Regions from separate parts of the Mus musculus genome. Here regions 1, 2, 4, 5, 6 and 7 are each linked to region 3. The links are chromatin contacts, called in public Hi-C, HiChIP or PLAC-seq and promoter capture Hi-C maps. All regions are on one chromosome and are shown on one strand. Each heading gives the region's core, a stretch centred on a gene start, on an enhancer-like site or on the middle of the called end of the contact. The rest is flanking DNA. Distances are from core to core; before and after follow the strand shown.

The links. Promoter capture Hi-C pulls out the DNA fragments that hold promoters and counts their contacts. Hi-C and Micro-C count contacts between places; a contact is called where the count stands out from the background. HiChIP or PLAC-seq counts read pairs in DNA pulled down with a chosen protein or histone mark.
Region 1: a promoter capture Hi-C map of erythroid cells shows a contact between it and region 3, with 7 times the contacts expected there. The contact joins the promoter of Pex6 here to the promoter of Ubr2 in region 3. A contact is called at or near these places in 2 of 39 promoter capture datasets (erythroid cells and pre-B cells), 1 of 484 Hi-C or Micro-C datasets (CD4 T cells), 1 of 115 datasets of contacts at active chromatin or transcription factors (embryonic stem cells) and 2 of 9 other capture datasets (adipose tissue and pancreatic islet).
Region 2: a contact with region 3 is called in a promoter capture Hi-C map of embryonic stem cells, with 3 times the contacts expected there. The contact joins the enhancer-like site here to the promoter of Ubr2 in region 3. A contact is called at or near these places in 8 of 39 promoter capture datasets (the 3T3-L1 cell line, the HPC-7 cell line, the SN4741 cell line and 5 more), 1 of 484 Hi-C or Micro-C datasets (bone marrow-derived macrophages), 13 of 115 datasets of contacts at active chromatin or transcription factors (bone marrow-derived macrophages, cardiomyocytes, craniofacial prominence and 8 more) and 4 of 9 other capture datasets (adipose tissue, embryonic stem cells, macrophages and 1 more).
Region 4: a Hi-C map of CD8 T cells shows a contact between it and region 3, with 4 times the contacts expected there. The contact joins the promoter of Klc4 here to the promoter of Ubr2 in region 3. A contact is called at or near these places in 3 of 39 promoter capture datasets (erythroid cells, liver and pre-B cells), 3 of 484 Hi-C or Micro-C datasets (CD8 T cells, embryonic stem cells and natural killer cells) and 3 of 115 datasets of contacts at active chromatin or transcription factors (T-cell acute lymphoblastic leukemia, memory CD8 T cells and microglia).
Region 5: an H3K4me3 HiChIP or PLAC-seq map of embryonic limb bud shows a contact between it and region 3, with 2.9 times the contacts expected there. The contact joins the enhancer-like site here to the promoter of Ubr2 in region 3. A contact is called at or near these places in 9 of 39 promoter capture datasets (the 3T3-L1 cell line, 3T3-L1-derived adipocytes, the HPC-7 cell line and 6 more), 1 of 484 Hi-C or Micro-C datasets (bone marrow-derived macrophages), 19 of 115 datasets of contacts at active chromatin or transcription factors (T-cell acute lymphoblastic leukemia, bone marrow-derived macrophages, craniofacial prominence and 12 more) and 1 of 9 other capture datasets (pancreatic islet).
Region 6: a FOXA1 HiChIP or PLAC-seq map of pancreatic cancer cells shows a contact between it and region 3. The contact joins the enhancer-like site here to the promoter of Ubr2 in region 3. A contact is called at or near these places in 14 of 115 datasets of contacts at active chromatin or transcription factors (bone marrow-derived macrophages, craniofacial prominence, embryonic basal ganglia and 9 more) and 4 of 9 other capture datasets (adipose tissue, liver, macrophages and 1 more).
Region 7: a contact with region 3 is called in an H3K27ac HiChIP or PLAC-seq map of embryonic stem cells, with 4 times the contacts expected there. The contact joins the promoter of Mrps10 here to the promoter of Ubr2 in region 3. A contact is called at or near these places in 16 of 39 promoter capture datasets (the 3T3-L1 cell line, 3T3-L1-derived adipocytes, the HPC-7 cell line and 11 more), 2 of 15 datasets of contacts at CTCF or cohesin (CD8 T cells and the NIH/3T3 cell line), 6 of 484 Hi-C or Micro-C datasets (B cells, CD4 T cells, CD8 T cells and 3 more), 30 of 115 datasets of contacts at active chromatin or transcription factors (the 230-238 cell line, DN3 thymocytes, the SCID.adh cell line and 24 more) and 4 of 9 other capture datasets (adipose tissue, liver, macrophages and 1 more).

What each region holds. Positions count from the first base shown.
Region 1 is chr17:46,710,121-46,713,457 of GRCm38.p6, reverse strand. Pex6 (peroxisomal biogenesis factor 6) reads right to left here and starts at 1,982. Exons shown (of 17, transcript NM_145488.2): 1 at 1,074-1,982. The coding sequence starts at 1,958.
Region 2 is chr17:47,310,115-47,313,675 of GRCm38.p6, reverse strand. All of the region lies in intron 2 of Trerf1 (transcriptional regulating factor 1), which reads right to left. Among named protein-coding and RNA genes, the nearest start is that of Mrps10, 57 kb to the left of the region's middle. Within about 2 kb of position 2,080, at least 21 of the 459 cell types and tissues checked have an H3K27ac peak or open chromatin away from gene starts, as enhancers often do. A contact at or near this core is called in adipose tissue, where this site is marked.
Region 3 is chr17:47,009,044-47,012,600 of GRCm38.p6, reverse strand. Ubr2 (ubiquitin protein ligase E3 component n-recognin 2) reads left to right here and starts at 2,069. Exons shown (of 47, transcript NM_146078.3): 1 at 2,069-2,459. The coding sequence starts at 2,382.
Region 4 is chr17:46,644,620-46,647,994 of GRCm38.p6, reverse strand. It overlaps Klc4 (kinesin light chain 4), which reads left to right and starts at 1,915. Exons shown (of 16, transcript NM_001357130.1): 1 at 1,915-2,020. It overlaps Mrpl2 (mitochondrial ribosomal protein L2), which reads right to left and starts at 1,766. Exons shown (of 7, transcript NM_025302.4): 1 at 1,597-1,766; 2 at 437-605. The coding sequence starts at 1,692.
Region 5 is chr17:47,331,823-47,335,437 of GRCm38.p6, reverse strand. All of the region lies in intron 11 of Trerf1 (transcriptional regulating factor 1), which reads right to left. Among named protein-coding and RNA genes, the nearest start is that of Mrps10, 35 kb to the left of the region's middle. Within about 2 kb of position 1,792, at least 46 of the 459 cell types and tissues checked have an H3K27ac peak or open chromatin away from gene starts, as enhancers often do. A contact at or near this core is called in embryonic limb bud and hematopoietic stem and progenitor cells, where this site is marked.
Region 6 is chr17:47,292,747-47,295,902 of GRCm38.p6, reverse strand. All of the region lies in intron 2 of Trerf1 (transcriptional regulating factor 1), which reads right to left. Among named protein-coding and RNA genes, the nearest start is that of Trerf1, 64 kb to the right of the region's middle. Within about 2 kb of position 1,717, at least 225 of the 459 cell types and tissues checked have an H3K27ac peak or open chromatin away from gene starts, as enhancers often do. A contact at or near this core is called in adipose tissue, bone marrow-derived macrophages, embryonic stem cells and 8 more, where this site is marked.
Region 7 is chr17:47,367,183-47,370,369 of GRCm38.p6, reverse strand. It overlaps Mrps10 (mitochondrial ribosomal protein S10), which reads right to left and starts at 1,483. Exons shown (of 7, transcript NM_001146212.1): 1 at 1,416-1,483. The coding sequence starts at 1,463.

The DNA of each region.
Region 1 (3,337 bases), core at 733-3,232, 300 kb after region 3:
GTTGACACCAAGTGGTCTCTGGTGAAGACATGGCTCTGGCTGTGGGAAAAGGCTATATAGTTTTGTTGTCTCAGTCCAGAGCTCAGGCTGACCTTCAACCCACTGATTTTCGTGCATCAGCTTCTCAAAAACTACAGACAGGAGCCACCACAGCCAGCTTCAGATATGTCCTGACACCACTAACGGGCTGGTCAGCTGACTGTCCTCCACTGTACTTCTGTTAGAAGGAGACCACTCTCATCTGGACATCTTAGTGGACAGGGTTGGTCTGTCTGCTCTGGGTGCTGGGCCACACACTAGGTCCATCTCAGTGTTAACTAGTCACTCAACTAACTCTGATGGACTGTCTTTGTTTCTACCTATGGCCATTGGGCACCCGAGAGAGGTTAAATCAACTTCAGATCTGGTGTTAACTAGTTAATTTTACGTGGCTACTGGCTTCCTTTCAAGCCAGCACCAGCCTAAATCATATACTTCTATGCTTAGAAACTAAACTGTAGACCCCGCCTCTCCCAAGCACAATTGTATTTTTAAAAGGCAGAAATCAAACACTTCAAGAACTTCTCTTAAATGTATTTAATAAGACATATCAAGTTATGTACAATATATGACTGAGGCCTAGACAGTGTGTGTGTAATCATATAAATAAGATATATACCCTAACAAGGCTCAAAAGGCTACAAGAGGAAGAAATGATGTTAAGGTTGTGGTTATAAAATCATGAAAGGATTTATGCGAGTGTCACGTTTAGGTCGGAAATGACAGTTGCTTTATCAGATAAAGTTAGAACAAGAAGTCAGTCAAGGAAAAAGCAAGAGGTACCAGGATAGCATTCTAACGTAGCAACGCAGTTACAGACTAGGGGTACGCAGAGCTGGTACTTGGCAGGGAACCTCATGTTTCACCTGAACACGTGAAAGACAGTTTGATAAGAGAAAATGAGTATACAAGACTAAGAGACCTTAAGTGAAAGGTCTAATTGTAAGGCACAGGGGACCTGAATTCTACAGATTTAGCCTTCCAACTCAGTAAAGACAGGGAAGAGAGCAAAAGTTAAAGGAAGCATTCCTGACCTGAATTCTGAGCTCTCCCACTTCCAGGGGGTCACAGCCGAGATTAAAAGCCAGAGTGGCGGGCAGAAACACCAGTCCGTCAGCGAGTGGCTCTCCCGGCTGCTGCCCGGAGTTGGGTCCCAGTCTCTCAGACAGCTCCCAGCGCGGTTCTAGAACCTGGACTTGAGCCAAGCGCGGCTGCGAGGAGTTGGGTAACTCTGCGACCTGGGCCACCCAGACCCATTCGCCCTGGAAGAGTCCGAGACTCCGGAGACAGCTCCGGCTCACACCCAGCGCATCTCCAGTCCCTCCCAGAACCCCTCGGAGTCGCCGGACCGAGTGGGAAGCTGCAAAGGACGACACTACGGGCGGGGGCGGGGGATGGCTGTGATCCCGACTCTCCTGGCCCAGTTTGGCCCGCCCGCGGAGCTCAGTCACGGCCAGCCGTGTCCCCGGGCCCAGCAACCCCTGCAGGGCCGGTCGCGTCTCCAACACTCGCGATCCGGGCACGGGGAGGGTCTCCCCGCGGCGCACCAACAGCGGCCCGACTCGAGGCCCTAGCCCGGGTCCCGGAGCCGTGGCAAGCAACGCCCAGCCCAGGGCCGGGGGACGCCGCACAAGCCGCGCTCGTACTCGCGCCCCGGGCCCCAGCGCTAGGACCCGCAGCAGCGCGCGGCTCACCAGCAGCGGCGGAGGCCCCGGCCCGCGCTGCTCGCCCTGGGCGCCGGACCCTTCCACGGCCGCCACGAGCAGCGCGGGCTTCGCGGGACTCTCGCTCGCCGGCCGCAGTGCCAGCACCAGCCCCAGCCCCGTCGCTGGCCACGGGCCCCCGGGAGGCAACAGCACCGCCAACGGTGGTGTCTCCGTCGGGAAGGGGTCCAGGACGCGCAGGACAGCCAACGCCATGGCGAAGGAGAAGGAAACCACTCCACTTCCGGAAATAGGGGGCGGAAAAAGTCCGGGGCAAGAGAGGCGTTTCCGCTTCCGGTAGGAAAGTGGGCGGGGTGCCGATGGCCAAGTCGGCCCCTGAGAAGATGCACAGGGGTGGGGGGGAGCCTGGCTTGACGACCGCCTCCGTTGTTGTCGACGCACGCGCCCTTTGAAACTCAGTGGAGGAGCATTTTTACAATTCTGTAGGGCAAGTAGCGTCCTCTCGACCTTCATGCCCCATAACTTGAACTCAGTATTTAACTGACCAAGAGTAATCGGTGTGGGCCAGGCGGTGGTGGCGCACGCCTTTAATCCCAGCACTTGGGAGGCAGAGGCAGGTGGATTTCTGAGTTTAAGGCCAGCCTGTCTACAGAGTGAGTTCCAGGACAGCCAGTACTACACAGAGAAACCCTGTCTCGAAAAACAAAACAAAACAAACAAACAAAAAAGAATAATTGGTGTGAAAAGAAGGATGGGGTTTGGGGAGATGGCTTAGTGGTTAAGAGCACCGACTGCTCTTCCAAAGGTTCTGAGTTCAAATCCTAGGAACCACATAGCGGCTCACAACCATCCGTAATGAGATCTGATGCCCTCTTCTGGGGTGTCTGAAGACAGCTACAGTGTACGGACTTACATAAAATAAATAAATCTTTAAAAACAAAGAAAAGTGGAAAAAGTCCATTTTCCTGAGGATGTCTTAGTTTGTCCTGCTCAGCTGTAGGCACAGCGTCTTGAGGGTTACCGGGAACGTTGTAAGGGGGATGGTGGGATAAAACTGCCCCAGCCATGCTTATGCCAATCTATTTATGCAGCGGCTGCTGGCTGAATTAATGCATGGGATTCATGTAGCCCTGTTGCTTGGTGTTGCCACACTTCTCCCAACACACCCTCCTTAAAGCTCATGTTCCAGTGCCTTGGGTCCTTCACGTTCTCTGTCCTACTCCGATCTAACTTGAAGCTTGAACAGTTTACCTAATTCTAGGAGAGCTATAGGAGAGAAGGCGACAGAGAAGGAAAGGGTTGAAGGCTTCTGTGATGGGAACTGAGCCAATAGCCTTAGTTACTTAGATTTCGTCTTTGTCTTTACTCTTTCTTTTTTATGATTTATTTATTTAAAATTTGTACGTGCACTGCTGTTTTGTCTGTACGTATGTCTATGTGAGGGTGTCAGATCCCCTGGAACTGGAGTTATAGACACTTGTGAGTGACAGGTGGGTACTGGGAATAAAACCTGGGCCTGCTGGTAGAGCAGTTAGTGCTCTTAACAGCTGAGCCATCTCTCCAACTGCCCCCCTCCAGAAGTCTCCTTTGTAATTAACAGATACAGGTTTTTGTGAAATACATTTAATCAATAT
Region 2 (3,561 bases), core at 831-3,330, 300 kb before region 3:
TTTAATCCCAGCACTCGGGAGGCAGAGGCAGGCAGATTTCTGAGTTCGAGGCCAGCCTGGTCTACAGAGCGAGTTCCAGGACAGCCAGGGCTACACAGAGAAACCCTGTCTCGAAAAACCAAAAAAAAAGATAGGTACAGGGAGGGCTGGTGCGACGGTTCAGAGGATCAAGGCACTGGCTGCTGAGCCAGGAGACCTCGGTTCAAATCCAGGGACCCACATGGTGGAAGGAGAGACCTGACTCCTGACCACTGTACTCTGACCTCCACAGGTGTGTCATCGTGTGTGTTGTGTGTATACTTACCTGGAGGGGGAGCAAGTGAGCATGTGCAGGTCAGAGGAGGACTCCCGGCATCCTGCACAATCAATTCCCACTTATTCCAGGCTCTCTCAATGAACCTTACGGTAGATGAGTATCCAGCCAGCTCCCATGCTCCCCTTCTCTGGGCCGCCCACAGTGCTGGAGTTATAGCCACAGATAGGCACACCCAGCTTTTTATATGTGGACTGGGGATTTGAACTCAGGTCCTCGTGTTTGTGCAACAAGTAAGCCACCTCCCAGCTCGTGATGGATCATGATGTGGTTTTTTTTTTTTGGTGTAGAATTCAGAAGCAGATCGAAGAACTGAGTGATCTTGCTTTAAGCAAATGTGTGTTTACCAGAATAGCTCAGTGGTCACAGCACACCGACAATGGGGCACCATATACACTAAACATCAAACGGGGTTTCTGTTTTGTTTTGTTTTAAAGATTTACTAATTCTTAAGTTTATGCATATGTGTGTGTGCAGTGTGAGTTCATGTGCATCGTATGTGTGATCGTATGTGTGCAGTGTGAGTTCATGTGCATCGTATGTGTGCAGTGCCTGCTGAGGCCAGGGAGCACTGGGTCCCCTGGAGCAGGACATACAGGTGCTTTTGAGCCACCTGATGTGGGTGCTGGGAACTGAACCTGGGTCACCTGGACGTCCAACAAGGGTTCTTGAACACACAACCTTCTCTCCAGCTCCTACATTTTCCTTTTTTTTGTAGATAAAACTCTGTGTTCTTCCTATCGAGTATGAACAATGGTTTTCTGTGCTTATGTCTGGATAGATTGGGAAAGGCTGGTCCTGTTCGCATACTAGCAATAAATAATCTTCTTAGATTATTTTTAGTTATTTCTTTATATGTGCATGTGTGCTTGTGTACATATGAATGTGGGTGTTTATGGAGGCCAGAAGGCGTCAGATCCCCTGGATGCCATCATTCCCCGACCATGGGTGCTGGGAACTGAGCTAATTTTCTGGAAGAGCAGAAACTGCTCTTAAGCAGTGAGCTGTCTCTCCACGGTTTTATGTAGCCCAGGCTGGCCTTGAGCTTGTGTAGCTGAGGATTGCCTTCAGCTTCTGACTCTCTTGACTCTACCTCCTAAGTGTTGAGATTACAGGAGGGGGAACCTCAGCTTTATACAGCGTTGGGGATCAAACCCAGGGCCTGATGCAGTCAAGGCCCTAACTGAGCAGCATGCCAGCCCAGTGAGAAGTTTATTTTCAAAAAGTCATTCAGTGCCACTGTCCTGAGGTACATTTTCAATGTAATTTTACTTTTTTCTGTTTATTATTTACCTGTGGCCTGATCAATTGTGCACTATTAAAAATTAGAATCTGTAACTCAAACCAGAAGAAAGTTTAACACAGATTCATGATTCAGAAGTTGGAAAATGTAAACTTCATATATAAATTGTTACAGACAAATAGGATGGGGACCCAAATGAAAAAACTTTAAACCTAAAAAATACATTACACATAGAATTCCTGGGGGAGGTGACATATAAATAAAGTTTCAAGGAATAGCAGAAGACACAGTATGTGTGTCTATGTGTGTTGTGTGAGTATGAGTGTGTATGACTGAGTGTGTGTTTGTGTGTGTGTGTAATGAGTGAGTAGTGGGTGATGTCATAGTTTCACTTAAATATCAATATTTATAAATATCCTGGAGATCACATTGGCAAACATGATAAAAGCCATAAATGTAAACTCGAACATGAGCCAGGGGGCGAAGAATTTTACAAAAGCCAAGTTGGGTGTGGTGACACATGCCTGCAATTCCAGCCCTCAGAGCCAGGAGGATCCCGAGGGAATGAAGGCCCTTCTGGGCTACATAAGATCCTGTCTCAAAAATTGAAGACGAAGGAGTTTTACAAACTTATTTCAGGGAGGATTTTTTTTTTTTAATAAACAGAAACATCTGGAGTTGACCCTGAACTTGAGGTGGTGTGGAAAGTGAGGGGCGGTCCCTGATGACTTCTCAGAAGTTGCACAAGGGTGCTAGGAACAGGGGCAATATGTTCCAGAAGCAGTGTCCCTCATTGCTCAAAAGATAGCCCAGGCCACAGGGGAGCTGGTTAAGAGTTTACAGCCAAGAGCGTCTTGCCCAGTCCCACTGCAACAGTTAGTTCTGTCAGCTTGACACAACCCAGAGTTACCTGGAAAGAGTGTCAGCGAGGGGCTCTCTACTCTGGGTTGGCTGTGGGCATCTCCAGGGAAGTTTACCTTCATTAATTGATGTAGGAGGCCCAGCCCACTGTGGGCAGTGCCATTCCTTATGCCGGGGGCTCCTGAACTACATAAGCAGAGAGGAAATCAAGTGGAGCCCACTCATGCCAGAACAAGCAAGCATATAAGCATTTATTCCTTTCTGCTTGACTGTGGATGCGATGTGACCAGCTACCTCAGGTTCCTGCTGCTGCGACGTACCCACGGTGACGGACGACAATCTCAAATTGTGAACTAAAATGAGTTTCTCTCAAAGTTGCTCAATTTATTTTTATTTTATGTATATCTTATGCTTTCCCTACATGCATGTTTGAGCACCATGTATGTGGTGCCCGGGGAGGCCAGAAGATGGCATTGGATCCCTTGGAATTGGAATTGCATACAGATAGTTGTGAGCAGCAATATGGGTGCTGGAAATTAAACCCAGGTCCTCTAGAAGAGCAGCCGGTGTTCTTAACCACTGAGCCATCTCTCCTAGACCCATGACTTGCTTATTGTCAGGGTATTTTATCCCAGCAGCAGAAATGAAGCTGAGGCCTATCTCAAAACAGAAATTGCCTTTTATCAAAGGATCCAGCTCTGACCAGGGACTGACGTGCGTCAATCAGAAAACATTGGCCTAGCTGCATTCAGGTGAAGGCCTGAACCCACGTAAGAGTAAGCACGGAGAGACACAGGAGAACCAGCCCCTGCAATGTTCTGCCCCTCAGAGCCTGCCATCCCAATCTGAGGAGACACTCTTGTCATTTCCTCAAGCTTTCCTAGAGAAGTGCTACTTGCCCAGTCCGCAGGGCCTGAGCTCCAGGACAGCTGCCTACCACTGCCATATTCAAGGTAACTGGACCTCATCTGTTACAGATTGGCCAGCCTTCCAAGGATCCTTTCCATCGAACCTGATGTGCTCTGTTCCACAAGAGGACCTTGGCATGTGCTGTGCCTCTGTGGTGGTTTGAGTATGCCTAGGCCAGGGAGTGGCACTATTTGGAGGTGAGGCCTTGTTGGGGTAGGTGTGTCACTGTGGGCAT
Region 3 (3,557 bases), core at 820-3,319:
TATACAGGTCTACATAGTGAGATCTTTCAAGAAAATGGAAAAAAAATAAAAAAAAGAATAAAAATGTTCCTGGGTATGGTGGTGAATGCTGTTCCGTCATTCAGGAGACCAAGTCAAGAAGGTACCAAGTCCATGCCAGCTTGGGCTACATAGGAGATCCTGTTTAAAAACAGGCCTAGGAGTACATGGGAATTGAAAATGGAGCCATTAGATCATTTTTAGAAGGGCATGAAGGTAGGAGTGTGCGAAGGTGAGGGTGGATCTCAGAAGAAAGGGTTTATTGCAGCTCACAGATTCAGAGAGTGAGTCTACATCTTGGTGGGGGAGCCTGGAAGCAGGTAGGTAGGCATAGCGCTCAAGCAGTAGCTGAAAGTTTACAACTGACCCACAAGTAGTAGGCAGAGGTAGGAGCTAACTGGAAAGGGCTAGGACTTTTGAAACCTGAAAGCCCTCCCCTAGTGACACACCTCCTCCACACAGTTCCACCAGTGGGGAAGCAAGCATTTAAATATATGAGCCCCTTGAAGGGCCATTCTCATCCAGACCGCCACACACGCTCTTCCAGGGTCCCACTCCTGACTTTAGCTCATCTAATGCCTTTGTGTTCCCTAACCACAAAGGTACCACCATTTTGTGCTCTTCTCTTTGGCTACCAGGCTTTTAAGACAATGGCCCCCCCAAGTAATAGGAGTTGGAAAAGGCTGGGGAGTCTGGCATCAACCAGAGCTTGAGCTTGCCTCCCAGAAAGAGGTGTCTTACAGTTTCTACAACTTGCAAGAGAGACTGGAGTCAAGATAATGATGGACCAGCGATGGACTAGGACCACACCTTGACCAGGGCTGCCCTTTCTTTAAAACTAAACCTCATGTCAGGACTCTGAAAGGTAGTGAACTTGAGGGTGGGCAGATGGTCACTGGACCTTTTTGTCCCTCTCCCCAATGTGGCTATATCGAATAAGTCTCCTTTCTCTGTCTCTTCATTATTGCTTATCTCTTTAATTGTTATATTGAGGATATATGCTTGAGCCTAGCTTGTTAGAGCCGCAGGTTCCAAGGTCTAACCCTAACAACTCCAGTACAAGATACCAGCCTCTTCCTACAGGGCAATTAGGGTTTGTCTGGTCATCTGTGAGAGCCTAATCTTCTCCACGAAGATAATTTAAAAGATATTCAAATACATGTCACAAATTACAGTCAGTGTATATAAGCCTCCAATCGGTCTGCTTTTAGATCTGCTTCTGTCAGTATAGTCTTAAAGCAATGCAGCTAAAAAAAAAAAAATATCCAGTATTTCTTCTGTTGCTTTGTGGCCTGCCATTGAACCTTAAAGTCTTTTTTTTTTTTTTTTTTTTTTTTTTTTCCTTGACCTTTTGAGAAACTGCAAAAAACAATGGCAGTCGCAGCTCTAGCCCTGGCTCTCCCTCCGCGCAGCCGCAGGAGTAGGCAGGCTGGACGCGGAAGTAAGCGCGTGCTTCCAGGGTTGTCTGACTCTGAGAGTTGGTCTTTAAGTTGATTCGTTGGACGCCTTTTCTGATGCAACAAGACTTAAGGAAAGAAAAGGATATATATCAATCAATGGTCATAAATTAAATGTCTTGCAATTGTACCTTAAAACTTTTCAAAATCTCGGTACTAAATACACCTCGGTGACTAGTGCCAGGATGACAAGGCATTAGAACCTCCGGGATAGAACGCGCGATTCATTCATTCTTTTGACAATTGAGGGTTTATCAGATACCAGACTTTTGACAGACAGCTGTGTGTCTATCGCGCCAGGAATGATTATTCTTGGTGCTGGGGAGATAAAAAAAAAATGACAAGAATAAATAGGACTAAGAGACTAAGACGAGATCTCAAACGTTATTTCGTTCTTCTGGTGTCAAGCCCCTCTCACGGATTCTAAATTGTCTTTTTCCAGGCTTCCGCCAGGGGATGGACTACAACTCCCATGATACTCGTGTGCCGCTCCTTATTAGAGGCTTCGCTTCTCTCCCTGGCCGCTCAGGGGACGACTACAGTACCCAGAATGCCCTGCTCCCTCGCTTGGGTGTTTTTGCCCCTCTCTTGGCGTTGAACGCGGTAGTGGCTGTCCGGAGTGCCAGGCCTGGGGTTCTCGGTGTCCTTCCCCCGGTCACGGGCGAGGAGGCGACTTGACTTCTGGGCGCCGAGCCCGGGCGCGCGCGCAAGCGGCTGCCGTCCCCGCTGCAGGTTCGCGTCCCGCTTTGCTCCTCGCGCATCTCGGCTCGGCGGCAGCCCGGACGGCCCGGGACTGACGGCCCCAGGACAGGGGTGACCGTCGCGGCTGCGGGAGCAGAGGCGAAGCTGAGGCCCGGGGAGAGGCGACAGCGGCGAGAGCACCCGGGGAGAGGAGGAGGAGAGAAGATGGCGTCGGAGATGGAGCCCGAGGTGCAGGCCATCGACCGCAGTTTGCTGGAATGTTCTGCCGAAGAGATCGCAGGGGTGAGTGCGGGAGCCCGGGAGGGCTACGTCCGGCCCTCGTAGGCCGCGCCCCGGGGGAGGAACAGAGTCCTGGGAATCCCGGAGCCCGCCACTGACTTCGGCTAACAGCGGCGCTGGCCATGTCCCGTGGGGAAAAGGACCCAGGAGGCCATCGAGCCTGCTCCGCGCCTTCGGTGCTCAGATCCTCCTTATACGCGGCGACTCTTACTACAGAGCTTTCATTATCCCTAATTAGCTTCACTCTCCATTAAGTCTACAACACTTGGGTTTTTGCCCTATATGCTGGCTGTTGGAAGATGGGAGCGAGCGGCTTCCTAACGTTGTCGTATAAGCGCCCTACTTTACCTTCTGATGCCATTTCTTAGGATAAGCGGAGCAGTGTCTGCGCCGAAGGATTCTATCCTCTCCCAGCTCCAACTTTGTTGCTGGGGGGCGGGGAGGGGAGTTTACCCAGGCTGCAGGCAGCACAGTCCAACATTACCCCCTCGGTGCTTTTTTAAAAAGTTGTTTTGCACTTGTTTATTTCGTTAGATGGTAACCTTGGTGCCTGTGTGTAATGTAGTGGTGCCTCGACACGTTTGCTAAGCATGGAGGCTGGCAGATTTAAAAAAAAAAATACATAATTTTTCTAGGAGTTGGGAAAAGTTGGACGGAGAACAAACGTTATATAACTTTGAAAAAGCAGCTTTGGTGAACAGATGCAAGCTCATTAATGATAGCGTTGATCACAGCCTATCAGGAACCCTTAGGCCCTAAACTTAAGCCATTCAGACACAGTAAAGACTTAAAATGTAGTATCAACAAGCGCCGATACAAGTAGCAAAGTTACAAAGACAACAACTTTCAACAAACTCAGCGTCATCTTTTGCCAGTGAGGGCAGGGGACACCTATCAGAACAGATTGTCCACGGTGACTGTAAATAGCTCAGACAATTGGGAGCCTAGTCTCAGAGGCCTCCAGTTGAAAAAGCTCCCAGGAAATGAGTGACTCTTTATTTAACACATCATCACACAGGATGTTAGGGTCAGTAGTTGGGATGTGCCGTCGGTGATGAATATTTGGAGTGAATAGACCAGAGGAAGATAGTTTGGGTGAGG
Region 4 (3,375 bases), core at 666-3,165, 360 kb after region 3:
ATATGATTATTAAAACTGTACTGGAAGGGATATACACTGGACTCCCATCATTAAACCATTATAATGTTGGTCCCTTGCATTGAGCAGGTTTTCTGTTTCTCTGTGGTCTCTTCTTCAGCTTCAGTCATGACCCACACGGTGAGATGCACCTCAATGACATCTTACAAGCTATAGTGCACTGCTATATAGACATCCAGGATGCTAATGCAGTCGGGCAGTGGTGGCACACGCCTTTAATCCCAGCACTCAGGAGGCAGAGGCAGGCAGATTTCTGAGTTTGAGGCCAGCCTGGTCTACAGAGTGAGCTCCAGGACAGCCAGGGCTACACAGAGAAACCCTGTCTCAAAAAACAAAACAAAACAAAAAACAAACAAAAAAAAAAAACCCCAGGAGCCTAACACACTTTCCTCCTGAATGCTCCAGGCCCTTTTCCCACCTGTATGGTCTCGACCCCCAGACTTCCTCATCTTCACTGGTTTAACTGTGTACTTGGTACGACTCTTCCAGGACACAAACTTGGCACTGCGGTCCGCAGACATATGCACTGGGCGGTAAGAGGGCGACACCAAGGCAGGGGGCAGCTGAAGGAGGACATTGCTCTGTATCTAGGGATTAAAGGAAATATTCTCTTTTAGAGAACCAAGCAAGAAAGCACCTAGACTAAGTTTAGCTTCCCAGAAACATCTCAGAACGCTGCCCCCTAATCTCCAACCTTCACAAATACCAGTGTAATGTGTTTATCCAGTTACTTGGTAATCACTTGGTAAACCTCTGATATAATTCTCCAAGGAAATGGTCTCCCTTTCATCATCTTCTAAATCCTTTCAAGTTCTTGCCTGGAAACCTTTCCTTCCCTGAAGAATTCACTTCTCCAGAGCTGGTAAACTCCACACACCTATCACCACCATCAGCAGTGGTGCCTTTTGCCCAATGCACGGTTTGAGGAATTTTCGAGTATGAATGGAAATGATTATTTTGCTTTTCCACTGGCTGTAGACTAAGTGTTTGGTTTAGCTTGAATTATAAAATATACATTCGCTAAATTCTGCCATGCTCAGCCTGAGAAATGCAGAGAAGCAAGATCAGTAATTTCTTTTCTTTTCTTTCTTTCTTTCTTTTGTGTGTGTGTGTGATTCACCATTGCCCACTACAGACCCACTGTTCGACAGTCCCTAATATCAGCAATAACCCAGTCGTACATTAAAACAGTTAAGAGCACTGGTTCTAGGAGGTAGAGGAAGCGCATAGAATGAGCGAGGCTCTAGGTTTAATCTGCAGTAGCAGGGCAAGTTGCGAAGCCCGTCTGTCTAGCCCCAGAAGGTGTAAGACTGCTGACCAGGTTTCTCATCCCCAAAATGTGCATAAGAACTCTCAGGAGGTCGGTTAATTCAGTCCTCTTCTCTGCCTGGTTTACGGCTGGCACCTTAATGTTACTTCTGCAACCTGTTTAGTAAAGGCTTGCAAAAGCACTTGGAAGCCCGTATCTGAGATCGGGATTGACGGAGAACGAAGGTCACGTGATCTCGCCTAGCCTTGCGGGATCCCGGACAGCCCAGGCGGAAAGAACCAATCCTAGTTCCCAGGTAAGCGGATTACCTGGGCAGCAGGGAGCAGAGTCGGAACCCGGGCGGTAATGGCCGCGGATGCCAGGCTCAAAGAGCGCAGAGCACTCGTCAGCGCACACAGCGCCATGGGCCGGCCGGGCTCCTCCGCGCCGTGCTCGCTTTTACCTTCATCCAGAGCCTGGCGCTCTGGGATGACGTTCCGGTCCCGGTCCCGTCGCTTTCCAATGACGCGAGAGAGGCGGGCACAGAACGGCAGCGCCGCAGGATACACGCTTTCTTGCCTCTCCAAAGAACAAGTTCTCAGCCAATCATCGGGGGGGGGGGTTGCTCGGGTCACGTGACGGGCGGCAGTCCCCGCCCCTTGGAGCCGTCAAAACAATTGCCTCGAGCGGCAGCCATGATAAATTTAAAGGGGCAGCACCCACGGAGGCGGTAGCCGGACCGGCAGACTGCAGGTGAGTCTTTGGGAGTACCCCTGGGGCTGAGAATTAAGATTACACTGACTCTTATTCCCACATTCCGGGACAAATGAATAAGTCCCTTCCTACTAACCTCAGAAAACTTTAGACTGACTCAAAAACTCCGCCCCCCCGCGATTCTTCCCCGCCCCTCGGCGTCCAGACAGTGGGATAACCTGCCCCGCCCCCTATGGGAACCCCTGACTGTGACCTCGAGCTGGTCTGATGTCGGGTCCCGGGCAGCAACTCTGTTCTCACTCACTCTGCCCTTCCTCTCCCCTCAGCCTTTGGCGATCTTACTCTGTCCTCACCCTCGGCCCTCGGGGCGAGGCAGGAACCTTAGACACTCCTGAACTGTGGGCCCTCAGGCTTCGGTAGCCTGCGCTCGGAGCCTTGCTCCGTGACCCCACTGTGCTCAGCAGATCTGCTATGCATCCCTGAACCATCCGGCACTTGCGAGACATTTTAAGGCGCCTGTTAGGTGATTATGTCAGACAAAGCTATGGAAGGAGGCGATTGCCGTAATCCTGTTGGGAATCCTAACCGGGTCTCCCTTCTCAGGGACACCACACCCCTTGCTGCAGGTCTCCTTATCGGGAGAAAGTAACTGCACCGAGCTGGAATGAGGAGAGTGACTTAAGGAAGAAGGGACATTAGTACAAGTCTTTGAAGAACCTGTAGGCTGGAGGAGGGAGGGTGTTTGTCCTGGGTGGGGCTCCGTGCCAGGTCCTCTGAGAGGCTGTGAGGTGGTGACAGAGAAGGGGTGGGACTGCCGGACTTCTGGACTTTGGGCAGTACAAAGCCTTCTAAATCCTTAGTTTCAGGTCAGAGTTTCTTCCGGGCTCTGGCCTGGGAGCCGCCTGAAGCCAAGAGCTTCTGCTCTGTAAGCAGGTAAGGAGACTTCAGGGATGAGTTTGGAGGAAGTAGGAAGACCGGCTGAATTCGGGGGGGGGGGGGGGGAGTGAGGCCAGAAGGTGGTTTGGAAGGAGATCAGCAGGTTGGGAGGTGCTGGGCTTAGTGCCTTTGCTGATGCAGCCTGAAGACCTTGAACCTTCCAGAGCCTTGTCATGACGGCTGCTGTTTCCTGTACTCCCACATCCCTAACCTTGGGTCCTTCCCCTTTATTGGGACACTGCTTTCTGCACAGCTCTCCCACAAGTCCTCTGTGATTCTTACAATGCTTCAGATCCCCTGCTTCCTTTCCCTAACCTATGCTCTGTCTCCAATTGCCAAGTCCTGAATTCCTCTAGCTCCAAGCCTGCCCGATTGTCCTACAGATCTCTATCCAGGTTAATTCCTCTCCCTCACCTTAGTTTTATGGTCAGTGCCGTGGAACTCCTCCTCTTTCATCA
Region 5 (3,615 bases), core at 543-3,042, 320 kb before region 3:
GCAGGCATCCTGGATTGCCGAGGGAGTACGTGGCTCAGTGATGTAAATGCAGGTGTCTGAAATAAACGCCCTTTGCCCATAAATCCTTGGTAGGTCTTCCAGCCAAAAGCTCAGGCTGTAGACTCTGTATAGACCATAGTCTGGCTGACTTTAAGATCACTTATTTCCACGGCTTTGCAAGGTTACACCCTTACAGTTTTGAAGACAATGTTGCACAGAAGCATCCTCTAATTTATAGGCACAATCTCAGCAGAGGAAGTAGCTTGAGATCTGGAACCCCTCAATTCATGGTCTGTGCAAACCACAGCAACTGTGTGTGCACGGAGGGTGGGAGGATAGGTAACATCTGTGCCTTCGTAGCCATCTCATAATATTCCTCAGATTTGACCAACATTCTGGGCCTTGGGGGAAGAGAGTTGCCAGCTCCTCTCCGCTGCTGGAGAGGGCCAAAGAGAACGAAGGCCGAGATCAAGCAGCCAGCAATTTAAGCTGGGTGATTAAAGAACAGTCCCAGCTGCTTTCAGGTGTCCATCAAAATAGTGACGAGGTAGCGGGGTCGGAAAGCCAGCGCCGGAAGCTCTGTCACAGCAGCTCGTATGGGAAGGGGGACATTGTGCTGCCCCCTGCAATTCAAGGATGGGTGGCCCTTGGATATAATATATTCCCTCAGATGGAGCATCAGGAGACGCTGATAATGCTCACCCCCAAGCCGATCAATGAACAGTCTCTTTGACTTTAGATTGTACATTTATCAGAGTTATTGCCACTCTGCCTGGAGACGTTGGCAGGGTTACTCAGCCTTCTCAAGCCATCAGCATCTCTATGGAGGCCATACTTAACTACTGCCCCTCACTGGGCTCACTATCAGTGCTGGTGCAAAGAGCAGGGCTGAGTTCCCAGCTCTGCTTACTTTTGAGACATCCATTACTTCAAGTGTCCACAAGGCTTGCTGGGCCGTCTGCTAGGCAGGAGTCCCCATACTTGAAGGAGGAGGGGGGAAAAAAAAGACCTCTTGGGGGTGTGCCTTGAGGTTGTTGCTCTGTAATGAGGTTTTCTGTCTCAGGTCTTCAGTTGTCCAGGAAAACAGTGGGATGGTGGCTCCCTTTCTTCTCTGTGTCACTCCTACTTTGAGGCTAGTGACAGAAAGAGGATGGCACTTGTACAGTCCTAGTAAGTATGAAAAGGATAGTGCTTGTACTCACGTGTGCATGCATCCAATAGGGCATGGCACACAACACATGGCCTCCAGAGACCAGGGACTGCTCACTGGGATTGAAGCTCCATCCTTGGGTCTTAGACTGAGTTCCTGGTATAGATAAATGACATCTGAGCACTCTCCCCAGATGGCTTCACTAGGCTGTGACCAAGGTTGATTTTAGCCAGGAGATCTTCTGCTGTGCATGTGCCCTGACAGTTCTTCCTTCCGGGACAGCACGGAAGTCCAATTCTTAGTTTCCTTACCCTTGGGCACAGGTGGCCAGTTCACTGTGACCAACACTGTTTGGTCATAAATAGGTGCTCAATAGATGCTCTGTGTCTCTACAAGTCACTTGAGGCAGATCCTGTATCAGCGCAGGCGATGGGACACACATTGTTCTTCTGATGTGTGGCCTCTTATGAGGCTGCCTGGCCCTGTTGGAACTCCTTGCTTGGTTTCTCAAAGCTCTGCCTCTCTCTGTAAGATCTCTGCCACCCTCCAGGCTGGCAAATGAGGTTAGTGGGCTGACATTCCCCCAGACTTACTTGTTCCACCTGGGGATTCCTGGCTATTGGGCTATTATCAGCAGGGGCCCTAACAAGCCGATTAAGGCTAATGACAAAGAGCCTAATTAACTGGATGAAATGGGCACTAGTATAGTATCCAGAGGCAAAATGCATGGAGCTTTGGTTGCTGGGAAACGGCCCTCTGGATGGTGGCTAATTTGGGGCCAATCTACAGCAAATCCAGGCAATTAAAAACAGACATTCCTGGGGCAGAGAAAACTTGGACACAGTATCTTTTTTAGAGGGTCTCTCTGGCTTCCTTTCAGGATTAAAAAAAACCAAACCACCTTTTATTGATGTCAGTATTGTGGTTACCACAGAAAGACATGCTCGCTGTAAAAAAAAACGGGAGCCTTTATGGCAGATTTTCAATGTCACACAGAATTATCTATAGCAAGAAAAGGTCAGATTTTTTTTTTTTCTTGGAATGTAGACTGCTGCCCAAGTTTCTTCTAGGTGCAGTAAGGAGGGACGGCTTCAATCTGAGCCCATATTTTGAGTTTGTCACCAAACATATTTTGCAAATGCTATGTCAGGCGAGGCAGGAGAATGTACTGACTTAGGTATAGTAGAAATCTACTATGTAGTAAAAATAAAACAAAATAAAAGCTTCCACAGCTGTGTTCTTTGCAAAGTAATTCTAGCCAAACACAGAATTCTGTCTCCTTATTAACTTTGGGCAGCTTCCAAGACGAGCCCAGACTTTGGAAAGGGTGTCTCGGGGCTGGTGAGATGGCTCAGTGGTTAAGAGCACTGACTGCTCTTCCAAAGGTCCTGAGTTCACATCCCAGCAACCACACGGTGGCTCACAACCACCAGTAATCACATGGTGGCTCACAACCACCCATAATGAGATCTGATGCCCTCTTCTGGTACGTCTGAAGACAGCTACAGTGTACTTAATTACAATAATAAATAAATATTAAAAAAAAAAAGAAAAAAGAAAGGGTGTCTCTCGCAGGTCTTATTTGTCTTTCAAAAGTCAAGGCAGACTTTGAAGCCCCAGTGGGTACTTGTGGTTGTGGTGGGACGTGACAGGATTCTTCGCTGTACCTTGCGAAGAAGCTAGATCTAACTCAACCACCCACAATCCCCTGCGCACATCTGCATAAAAGACCTGTTCAGTGGAGATATCACCGAAGCTCCAGCTGTCTGACTACAAGCTCCACGACTCCTCCATGTACAGTACACCCCACCCCCGATGTGAGTGCTTAAGCGAAACCACTGGCGAGGGACAGTGTGTCCCCGTGTAGACTGAGCACTGGGAGGCACTGCACAGCTGTTCTCTGAGGATGCTGCCTCTGAGGATGCTGCACAGGCTCTTGAACTTTGGCAGGCTGCCTTGAGGGCTGGGCCAGACGCCCACCTTGCTCACTGGTCCTTTGCCTCATGGCATTTCTCTCCTCCTGGTCCTGAGCGAGGGAGTAGAGTGTTTCCACAGGCTTGTATCTATCTGCCTAGGACCTCTGTCTAGCTGTCTTCCCTCCAGGGAACAGCACAGCTCGGATCTGACTTCCTTCCTTAGGTGTCACAGTTAGTTTTTGCTCAACTTGGCACACATTTTGACATACCAGTGGAAGAGGGAAGCTCAACGGAAAAACTGGCTCCATCAGATTGGCCTGTGGCCATGTCTGTGAGACATTTTCTTAATTGCTAATTGACGGTGGAAGACCTGGGCGTTTGGGGATGGTGCCATTCCTGGGCTGGTGAGCCTGGACTGTGTAAGGAAGGCGACTGAAGGAGCCAGTAAGCAAGCCAATCAGCTGTGGTCCTCTATGGGCTGCCTCAGACTCTGTTTCCTGATTCCTACCTTGGCTTCCCTCAATGGTGGACTATAAGCTCTAAGTCAAA
Region 6 (3,156 bases), core at 468-2,967, 280 kb before region 3:
CTGCTCTGACGGACTTTCCCCGCTACCAGGGAATGCCTTCAGACCTCATAGCAGCCTCTGAGACGTCAGAATGAGCTCTCTAAAAACAACACAAGGGACACGGACAACCACAATTTCTATGGATGCAAACTCATTCCAAGTTGAGTGACGGGAGCCCCAGGGAGGCAGAAGTCCAGAGGTCCAAGCACGTGAATCTCCATGGAGTCCCGTGGAGGCGGGAGAACACAAACTCCCATTTATTTCTGTGTCATCACTGTGTCTTGCTGCCTCTGACTAGCCCTCACGTGGCCATCCCTTCCTCTCCTCTTGGTCTTCTGGATTCCAACCGAGTCTCCCCCCTGTGTCTGCTGGATTCCAGGCTCACAGACTACTGTAAATAATATTTAATATCTCCTCGTCACCGGAAATTTAAACAGTCTCAGATAGGGCTCCTTTAAGCCCACTTCCCCTACCCTACTCCCCACCCCCATCCAGCTGCCGAAGATTCAGGAAATGCAAACCTCACAAAAAGATAAGCTGGACCAAACAGAGAAGGGCCAGCTCTGGGACCCTGTTGGGCAAGTGACTTCCTGTCCTATACCCCAGGCTCTGCTTCTGCAGAACACAGGACCCTGAGCTTCAAGAGGGAACTCAGTGTGAGGAGTTTCTCTAGGTGCTCCCCGGGACACCCCAAAAATCCTGGACCAGGGCTTGAAACAGTAGATCCTCCTCCACACTGGTATCTTAGAGGGTCCCCAAAGAGCAGCCCATTGTGGGGAGGAAGGCTGAGGAGAAGGCTCAGCAGTTAAAAGCACTTGGCTGCTCTTCCAGACAACCTGGGTTTGGTTTCCAGCACGCACATGATGGTTCAAATGACCTGTAACTCCAGTCCAGGGTCCTAACCCCGTCTCTTCTGGCCTCCTTGGACACTGTACCCAACGCTGGGCAGTGGAGACAGGGAGGATTCCTGGAGTTCACTGGCCTAATCTGGGAGTTCCAGGCCAAGGGGCGGTTGTCATAAAAGACAAGGAAGACACTTGAGATTGTCCGTTGGCTTCCACATGCACAAGCACACGTGCGCGCACACACAAATGCACACAGGCATGCACACATGCACACACATGTAAAAAATACATAGCTGACCATGGTGGCTGACAGGGGAGGAGCATCTTGGGCTCAAGGCCAGTTTCGGCTACAGAGTTTGAGAGACCCTGCCTCAAATGTCCACACGCAAACAAGTAAACACAGAAATCAGAACATATCAGAATGGCGCACGTGTTACGACCAGTGCAGGTCAGGGACTTAAGGTAGTTTTAGGAGCAAGACATTCACTCTGTCATCATGCTGTGCTGATGGCCAGTCTCCAGAGGAGCACTTAAAGACTCACTTGAGAGCATGTTTCTGTCAGCTATTATGTAACCCTGACAGCACAGGGGCCCTCAGCCCGGGACACCTCCTGGCTTTATACCCAGTGCCTCTGGCACCCCAGGCTCCTCAGACAGTCCTGGATGCGCTGCACCCTGCTTCCTGGTTCTGGAATTATCTCCATGGGTGTATCCAGGACAAGCCCTTGCTTCAACCAGGGCTCAGCTGCCTCGGGGAATTCACCAGTGGGAAATAGTTAAATAGTTAATCTCATTGAGCTCGCCCTGGGCCAAGCCAGCTGGATGGAAGGATCAGTCTGGCCTCAGAGCCCTGAGTAAGTAGAGGTAAGGAGGGGCAGGAAGGGTGACTCACCCAGCAGAGAGGCTGTTAATAGACTCTGAGGTTTACTGGTGGGGTTGGGCCTCTAGCCCCAGGCGTATGGGCCTAGCCACTCATTTGATTGAGAACATCAGGACACCTTCTCCTAACTGTATGGGAAGAGAAAAACCTTTCCCTAATCCCATCCACCCCCTTACCCAGGTTGCCTAGCAACCCCCTCCCTCCCCAAACAACCAAGCAACACGAGGTAGTTTGAATAGAGTTTGGTCCTTACAGTTTTAGAGAAAGATGCCAATTCCTGAGCTTGGTGACCCAGGTTCTGGGAAAACTTAAGGCAGAAGCACACAAGTTGATGATGTTTGTGGATGGCTAGACGACTCAGGAGCCTGGGGGCACACAGTAGGACTTCATAGGACTTTGGATATGCTAACAGCTGGCGGAACCTTCGGGAGGGGCCATGGAGGCCATCTGTGGGCCTGGAAGCCACTAGCTGGCACTTACTGCCTATGAGAACAGTTACTGGTCTCTAAGACTAGACCCCACCATTTCTACAGCCAAACGTTGTAGAACCCAAACTCCCTCTGCTGCCATCTCACCTACTGGAGCCACTGACTCAATGCAAGTCTTCCTCCTCCAGGAAGCCTTCCCTGACCCCTCACAGGCACAGCACTCTCTCCCTCAGCTTCCTTTCTAAGTGAAGATATTTGGTTCTTTAGGCAACTCTTTGGCTATGCCTTTTTGATGCTACACGTTCACCACACAGAGCCCAGAGTCACTAAAAGTAGCAGTCCCTGAGGCAAAAGTGGGTACCTGATCGATATCAAATCAGGAAGTGGCCTGAGATAAACCTGGTAGTGCAGAAAACCACCAAGCAGAGGCGAAGACAGCTGAAGGCGGGGGCGGGAAGATGGCTTGGTGGGTAAAGGTGTCTGCCACATAAATCCGGCAACTTCAGCTTGATTCCCTGGAGACCATGTAACAGTGGAAGGGAGTCCAAAGAGCTGACCTCTGACCCTGCGCTCCTGCTATGGCACGCCCATCACCCCATGCGTAATTGGTGCACACACAGAATGGAGGTGAATGGATGTTGAAGATCCTTCTTCCCTGGCCAGAGGACCATGGTTATGGGCAGCCAGACCGCCCTTCATAAGGCTCCATAAGGGAACAGACCACAGCGAGAGGCTCCAGCACCTCTCGTGGCACATCACAGAACAGGACACAGGAGTGTGTATGGAGGATGGGATATTTCAGGCTCTTTTCAAGAACCCAAGGCTGATACCTGCTGCAAGCAATGGCTAGCCATGAGCTGTGTCTTGCCTCTGATCGTTTGATATTTATTTATTGATTGATTGAGAAAAGATGTCACTCTGTAGACCGGCCTGGCCTGAAATACTATCTGTAGCCCAGGCTGCCCTCAAACTCATAGTGATCTTTCTGCATCAGCTTTCCGAGTGTTAGGATAATATGTGTGAA
Region 7 (3,187 bases), core at 234-2,733, 360 kb before region 3:
ATGACATTACTCAAGACTTTTCTGCTCTCATTCTCCATTTGGTGTTCAGTGGAGTCTTCCAGAGCTGCGTGGGTTGTACCATCTAGTAAAAGATGGTATGCGAAAACTAACGAGAGAAAAGCTGCCTTTGCTGGAAGGCTGCGTCCCAGGCTTACTCTTCTTCAAATTTGCTTCTGCTTTGGAAAGCAGGCTTTCTAAAGTGTTAACTAACCTGGGACGATATCGAGGCTGGAGTGATGGCTCGGCAACCCTAGCAGACCACTCGAGTCCCACAGAAGGCTACAAATGGGCTTCAGTGGCAGAACCCTTGTCTGGTGTAAGCAAGGCCCTGGGTTCAATCTCTAGTATGAAAAACAAACTTTTTGGAATCTTTGATCCTTTTTTTTTTCGAGACAGGGTTTCTCTGTGTAGCCCCGGCTGTCCTGGAACTCACTTTGTAGACCAGGCTGGCCTTGAACTCAGAAATCCGCCTGCCTCTGCCTCCCGAGTGCTGGGATTAAAGGCGTGCGCCTCTTGCTTTGGCCTCTCAAGGGCTGGTATTACAGGTGTGGGCCACCACCTCTGGGTTACATGCTGCTGTGGGGCCGACAGGGCCAGCTTTAGGCATTAGGCCCTTGAGCAACCGAGCCACAGTGTCAGCTCTTCCTTTTTTAAAGAATTCGTTTATTTTGGGACAGGGCCTCAATATGCAAGCCAGGTTTTACAAGTAATGCTATTTCAGGGTCAGCCATCTGACCCAGTTCTGAGCATTATTTTCAAAACTACTAAATGACCATTGAGAAGAGTCACAAAAGTTTCAAGACCAAAGTTCTTGAGAACAGCCTGGTTTTTTTGTTTTTAATTTAAATTATTTTTGTGATAGGATCTCAATACATAACCTGGCTGTCTTCGAACCCAGAAGTTCGTCCGCCTGCCTCCTTTCCCCAGTGCTGTGATTCATGCCATGCGAACTCCAGGCAAGTTTTCCTTTTTCAAAGACCCTCTCGAGGGAGATCTGACCCATTCCCCTGACCTGGGAGCTCTCGGGTCACCTCCTCAGCCGTGGAGGCGAGCAGGGCGTCCCAGTGGGGCTGCACCGGGGCTTTATGTGACCCAGCGTTTGCTGGCTCGGTTCCTAAGAATCCGAGACCAGCGTTGTCTTCTCTGAGCTCACGGTTTCCATGGCCCTCTCTACCGTGGAGGGAGGGCTCTGAACGCGTTTTCCTCATCCTTCCTGCTCTGACGTCTTACGGTTCTCGCTCCCGTCTTGCCAATTTATGTAGGGTCCCTCGAGAGAAAAACCTGCCCTTTTCTTGTCACTTTCTAATAACTTCCTCCAACGGAGGATGACTCCGTACGGGTCGGGCAGAGGGTGGCAGCGAGACTCGACGATGACGGCGCCGTCGGCAGCCGGGACCCCACGCCCACCCCTTTACCTGCTGCAGGCGCCGGCACAGAGCCACACACGCTGCGCGCGCCGCCATCTTGGTGCCCTGATCGCCCAGGACCGCTTCCGGGGTCACAGCATTGTTCGCGAACCATAGAGTTCGAAAAGGAAAGAGTGTCTCCTGTGTTCCGACACTGAAACAACCATAGAGACGGTGCTCCTTGAATTTTTTTAAAATTATATTTTAAATTTTCTATTTTCTTATTTATTTACTTATTTATTATTCACTCATTCATTTAAGGTTTTGAGTGGATGCGTCGCTTCCGCCGTCTGGATAAACTCCCAGGTTCTATCTATACGCTGTCTATCCTAAGATCCTATTTGTCTTGGGTGGTTCTGTTTGCTTAGAGACAAACACAACAGAAATACTTGGGAAGGAAGTTGCTGCTGCTACTGAGTCCAAATTCTAACATTTTACCTTATTGCAAAAGGCGTTTCATTCTTAAACTTTGTTCACACCATCGGAATGCCAGGCTTGTTAATGGATTTTTCTAAATTGTGTTTTTCAAAATGCCTTCCCATGCAATTTAGCATAATGGAAGCTCCACACTTAGGCGCTCTGGTTTCTATTTAGGTGGGTGACTTGATCAAATTTCTTCCGTACTTTGAACCCCCTTTTTTTTTTTTTTTTTCTTTCACTTGCCAAGTAGAGATGAGAACAAATCATACTTGCAGTAGAGGATTAAATGAGATTAAAATGCTACATGATAAATGTCATCCTGAATTTGTGACATCTCTTCTACATCCTGGGCCTTAAGAGGTTGTTGGGAAAATGAATAAGGGTCAACTTAATGCGAATGAAACAAAGTATATGTCTTAGTAAGGGTTTCTATTGCTGCTACAAAACAACATGATCAAAAAGCAAGCTGGGGAGGAAAGGGTTTATTTGGCTTGCACTTCCAGATCACAGTCCATCACTGGAGGAAGTCAGGACAGGAACTCAAGCAGAGCTGGAATCTGGAGGCAGGAGCTGATGCAGAGGCCATGGAGGGGTCCTGCTTACTGGCTTGCTTCCCATGGCTTGCTCAATCTGCCTTCTAATAGAACCCAGAACTACCAACCCAGGAATGGCAGCACCCACAGTAGGCTGGGCCCTCCCCCACAGATCAGCAGTTGTGAAAATGCCTTACAGTTGGATCGTATGGAGATATGTCTTCAACTGAGGCTCCTTCCTCTCCAGTGACTCCAGCTTGGGTCAAGTTGACACACAAAACTAGCCAATACTATATCTCCATAAACCATCATGCCAATGTAAAGCTGGGTCTCCCACAAGCAGGCATTAATTCTTATTTGGCAGGCCAGAGAACTAAGCAAAGGGTAGAATGTCCAGATGGCACAACTGATGAGAGATTTATGAATATGGACCACTTTCCTGCCCCTCAGGCGGGCCTATATGTGATCTCTATATGGAAACAGAATCTTTAACTAGTGTGTGGCTGGATTTGGCTATGCCCTACCTGCACAGGCAACCCAGAAGTGTCCTCAGAATTAGCTCTGGTGGCCCCTCTCAGCCAATGATCTGTTCTGACAGTACCCCAACCTTAATCTCTTTACTACCTCTAGACTTTGCATCCATCTCTCCGTATGGTCCTTCATGATGGCTTCTCACCCAGCCTCCAGTCCTTCTGGGTGGTCTCAGCTCAGGGAGTCTACTGCACCCCTAACTAGGGAATGACTCTCACTTAGGATACCTAATCTTATGCTCACAGAAGTAATTGTATCATAATTTTAAGGTGAGGTTCAGAGCCAAGTTGACTTGGC